Linked DNA regions of Zea mays: region 1 is linked to region 2. A link is a contact called in public Hi-C data. All regions are on one chromosome and are shown on one strand. Each heading gives the region's core, a stretch centred on a gene start, on an enhancer-like site or on the middle of the called end of the contact. The rest is flanking DNA. Distances are from core to core; before and after follow the strand shown.

Region 1 (2,700 bases), core at 171-2,670, 360 kb after region 2:
TTTGCGAATAATGTGACCAACACATGCCTCATTAAAACTCTCAAATCCTAGTAAGAAAATTATAGAGAAAGGGTGCATGGTGATGCAAATTGCATTTGCACTTTGTTGCCTCGTTAAAAACCTTATGTGGGGAACTTCAGAAAAGCCACCTAGGGGAAAAGAGTACAACAGTTATCATCGGGACAGATTTCGATCATCTAGATCTGGATTCCATTGAATCTTCTACAAGGGCTAGCACTAGAAATGTGCTCCCTTTGATCCTTGCAAAATCGTCTCAATGTGGAAAAACACCTTTTCTATAAGTATATGCACACAGAGATTTAGCAAACGAATCACATATTGTTGCAAGGATTATTTCAGAAACTTCACCCCAACTCACTTCTAGAATACACAAGCCAAGTGCACATATCAACATAAAAAGTCACTTTGACTAACGATGTTTAATCGACTGGATCTACATATATCTAATAGAAACTTTCATAAAGGTTGACATATTGATCATCAAGCTGACACCTTCAGGGCATACAACATGATATTCAATGTCCCGCAATTGTGATTGATATTAAGCATTCGCTCCCGTGACAATGACATATGTCAAATTCATTATCCCTCGTAACTCAAACATATTCTTCAAAATATGTGTCTCATTGTTCATCAAGAAAATGAGGATGAATGAGGTTGGGATGTGGGGGATGAATATCTCCTGGGTCCCCGTTGTTGAGAAACCCTAATGAAGGGTTATGTGGGCAAATACCGAATATAGCCCTGAGGGCTATCGCGTCTCTATATATAGAACATGTACCCCTCATATGGAATGAAGAACAGAAAGAGGCCAGATGCCCAACCATATATCATGTGTCTCGTGTGTTTCCTCTGTCGTGCTTATGGGAAGGGAGACGGGTTATCTACAGTTTCTCGCGCCTCTACTGCTGACGGGAGGGAAGGGAGCGGATCTAGCGATCCGTGGTAACGTAGTTCTCAACACGTTATCAGCGCGCTCTACCTCGACGTTGCTGCGAGATCTGATCTGCGTCAACTCTTCGTCACGCCGGCAGGTCTCTGGCCTTGCCGAACTGTCCTACGCGACAGGCTTCGTTTCCATTCGCAGAATCAAGAAACATGGTATGAAATATATAGATCTACTATTCGTCTTAAAAAAACAGAACAGTGGTGACGACTCTGCTGGCCGCGCCGCGCGTACGACCTGATAGAGAGCCCGGAGCATATGAGCTCGATGTGACCCCGCGTCTCTTGCCTGCATCCTCACGCATGCAGCCGATCCTTGCGCCTGAAGCGGCTCTGGCCGTCATGCAAAGACTAGTCCGCGTGGGGAGAAAAGAACGGATCGTGTGGGCAGTTTCTGGCCGAGCAAGGCCACATGAACTCCACTAATTGGTCCAATATCATGTGTGGGGCCCAGTGACTTGCATGCTTGCATGCATTCTATCTTGATGGTGCGTGTGGCACATACATGCACGACTGCACTGCATGCAAGTCACGAGCGGGTCATCCGGCTAGATAAACAATGCGGCCCCATTTCCATTTCTTTGACCAGGCATGACGTGCGGCTGAAAAAAAAATCAAAAAATGAAACATATGCTATTAACTCTATTTATTCTATGTTGCAAATAAAAATAGAATAAAAACTTGTTTTATATTGCAGTTTCATCCATAATCAATTATTTCTTGCAGTAAATAATTAGTGGAAAAATGCATGTGAAGACTATGTTGAGCATTTTTATACGCTCTAAATATTTATGATGTGTTGAGCTTTTGGAGTCACGTCGAGTGATTAAATTGTATAATGGGTACTCAGACACGCCGATCAGGCTGCGTTGGTAATCGGCTGAGTTATGACATTAGTTGAATATTGACTGCGCCCTGGCAACACGACGCAATATTTGTGACGTTCGAACTTGGCTGCGTCATGTGATTGCTATGTCGCGCTCTCCATTAATCGGATCGCTCCCGGTGAGTTAGACCGTCATCGCTGAGTCGCGTATTTTTTGCATGCCTTGTAGGCACTGTCTGTCTGACGCAAGCCAAAATTGCGCCTGTTGCGCACGTTGCGTGGATTTATCGTGTACCCCAATTACCGAGCCATAACTGTGCCTGTTGCGCTTATTACGAAGGCTTGCTATATTGTCGTAGCCCTGATGGCCGCAACCGTGTTGCCGCCAGATACGCTGGAGCTTGTACTCGCGGAATGTGGTGGGTTATCCAAGCCCCTGAAGTCACAGCATAGTGCAACCTTCGTAAATAATTTCGTTTAGCTCTATATTTTGTTTGACATGTGTTGTGTGGCTTAATATATTTATATATATCGCCAAGTGGCCATAACAACTTTGACAAGCTCTATGGTGCTTGTAAGATCTGGGAAGTTAATGAAATACCTATGAAACACAAATAAATAATCTCTGCTCTCTCCTCATACATAAAGTTTTACCCGAAGTAACCCGAAGATATATAATATAATGCATGAAAGCCTTTTTGGCATAGAAGACATCACAAATTGAGATTTTATTAGTAAGCAATAAGACCTTGTCAGATGAATAAATGCTAGAATCTCAGTCATACATTGCTCAACCAGATGTTGGCACATTCCTATTTGTCGCTGAACGACATGAAGCGAACCTTGAGATAAATGGCTAGTACATTAGCAACACGAAGTTGCGAGTACATCGAAAGGTAATTCTGAGA
Region 2 (2,700 bases), core at 167-2,666:
CACCTCCTAGCTATACACATAAGCTAGATGTTGTACTATTCATCCACTAGAATATTAGACAAGGTCTCTATACTTGACTAAACCCAGAGCTATAATAAGCACTCGGCTTCACTATAAGTCCCAAATTTTGCTTACAGATGAGTCGTTGGAGAGAGGAATTTAGAGCATCATAAGAAAAGACATGCTCTAGTCTCTGATTCTGTGCGTCTAAAAATCACCTTTTACATCTGTGCACTAAACCATTAATCAGGTATAGATCAAGTATAATTAAATTAAGCACTAGCCAAACTACCCTTATGCAATAATAAGCCATATGTATCAAGGAAGAAGGTAGTAAGACTAGGAAATCCTTAATGCATTTGAAATTTAGGACACATGCAACATGAATTATTAATGAATTTATTGTGTATAGGTACAAAGAAATCCCATCCTACACTGGTGAAATTATTGTGTATTGATCAAGCAATTAAAATTACATGAGAAAGAAAATACAGAAGATATGGAGGAAGACAATAATAATGAGCAATAATATTGTATCACTTTTTTATGAACTATGTAATTTTTATTTTTTATGTTTATTTTTTATCGAATTATGTATTTTTTCTTAATTATGTGATTAGATGATTTTTTCTAAATAAAATACCATGTTTCATTTTACATAACAATCTTTAAAATAAAAATTGAGATGACTTTAGGTTAACAATAAAGACTGTACATTTTAATAAATGAAGACCGACGATGATCGATAGTGTGGATGATAGTGACGTTTCAGATGGTAAAACAATAGCCAGGTGTATTGGATCCAGCCTAAGGCCTTGTTCGTTTCCGTCGGATTGCACCCGGAATCGTTCCAGCTAATCAAAATTTATATAAATTAGAGAAGCAATCCGGTCAGGAATCGTTCCGATCCACCAATCCGGCAGAAACGAACAAGGCCTAAGGGTTGTTCGGTTGCTCAGGAATGATGGCTTGGAACTATTCGTGACTGGATTGTTTACCTATTTTATATAAGATTTTATCCGGTGGAATAATTCTAGGTCCAATTCTGGACAACCGAACAGGCCCAAGCCGAGTTCATTTTTTTGGTCTGTCTTGGGTCAGATAGCGATAATATATGAACATATCGTATCACTCGTTACTTTATTTATTACATAGCTATTTTAATGGCGGGGCGGACGGTGAACTGGTGATATTGTTATATGGCTGTCATTTTTCCCCTACAAATCGTAGGTCAAGTGTCCAGAGATGAGAGATCAGTTACCTTCGCGATAGCTAAAGAAAGCAGAATGAATTTCTTCCTTTCGCAATGTATCCATGGCAACAAGTTTGGGCTAGATCTGAGACGAGACATTTGGTTTGGCCCGGTAAGTTAACTTTTCGGCCTAACTCAATCGACACCATTGTCCAAGCTAAAAGGCCCAACTTAATAGGCTGCCACTTGCCAGTAGAACCGTTTGCCTCTCGCCTGCATCCTAGTCCGGCGGCCGCACCCGGGCAGCTCCGGCGGTTCCCCGCCGCCGTCCTCCGTCTATCCCCGACTGCGCTAGAGCTCCGTCTCATGGGGGCGTCCGAATCTCTCCTATCTAGGCAGCAGCTTCAGCAGCCGCGGCCTCAGTGGGCGGATGAGATCACGACGGTGTCCGAGGGCCGGCGCGACGACGCCGACGCCGATCCCCTCGTCCGCCGTATCCGGTCTCTCACCATAGTAAGTCCTGAACTCTCGTCTCCTGATATCTCACTATAGTAAGGCCTGATATTAACGCTTCTGACTGGTGTTACGATGTTGAGGATTTGTAGGCTCCTCCGCTATTGAGCTCCCAATCTGAAGCGGAAGCAGAGAGCAGCCTCACGGATATCCTCGTCGGGAAGCCCTCTAACTCCTCAGCCACCTCTGGTGAGTGGCTGCCAGCCAGGACGCTATTTTGGTTAGTTTGTATGTTACTGTGCAGGCGAGATTTTACATAGTAGTGTTTGGGTATATAATTGACTAATTGGAAGCACGCTGTACTCGAAATAATTTGCATCAAGCATTGTTGCATTTCCATTATTGTTGTTGAAGCTTACAATGTCACGCTAATTTATTTGTAGGAAATCTGAACCCAAATGTCCTAGCTGAGCTTTTCGCCATGTACCGCGAATGGCAAGAAGAGAATGCCAAGAAAATTAGCCGAAAACAGGTAGGTGGGAATTGTTGTAAGAGTTCTCTCTTTCAGTTATTGCTTATTGAGGGGACTCAATCAGGATATGGCATTGTGGTTCGAGTCACTAGTTTAAGCCCTACAGTATGCTATCATATTGTTGTCAATATAAAGCACATCGCTTCATTTGTTTGCAGTTATTCTCTGTTGATATTTGACCTTGACAGCAAGGCGAATAATATAAATAAATCAGAGTCTCAGTTACCAAAGGCCTTTTGTTCTATGTGTTCTGTGCAACTGTGTTGCTTGTTATGTTTGTCATCATATAGACACGATACAAAATAAAAAGACAGACCCAGTACTGGAGCCTCTCATATAAGGCGTCTGGTGATAGGGTAAAGTGGTAAACTGAGGCAACCCTTCCCTCCACAAATGTGGAGAAGCTGCTTAGAAACCTGACCTGGTGACACAGTTCTCCCCGTTGCACTAGGCAGGCCTTCGTCACCATATAAACATGATCTTGTGAATTAATGTGAAACTGGTTTTTAGGCTGTTTCCAACC

Evidence for each region. A called contact is a pair of places that touch in the nucleus more often than the background predicts.
Region 1: a Hi-C map of ear shows a contact between it and region 2, with 2.1 times the contacts expected there. The contact joins the enhancer-like site here to the promoter of LOC100501429 in region 2. A contact is called at or near these places in 2 of 25 Hi-C or Micro-C datasets (ear and leaf).

What each region holds. Positions count from the first base shown.
Region 1 is chr1:278,427,116-278,429,815 of Zm-B73-REFERENCE-NAM-5.0, forward strand. No RefSeq gene overlaps it. Among protein-coding and RNA genes, the nearest start is that of LOC100274409, 8.4 kb to the right of the region's middle. Within about 2 kb of position 1,421, at least 18 of the 20 cell types and tissues checked have an H3K27ac peak or open chromatin away from gene starts, as enhancers often do. A contact at or near this core is called in ear and leaf, where this site is marked.
Region 2 is chr1:278,067,685-278,070,384 of Zm-B73-REFERENCE-NAM-5.0, forward strand. It overlaps LOC100501429, which reads left to right and starts at 1,417. Exons shown (of 5, transcript XM_008667120.3): 1 at 1,417-1,705; 2 at 1,798-1,894; 3 at 2,089-2,177. The coding sequence starts at 1,559.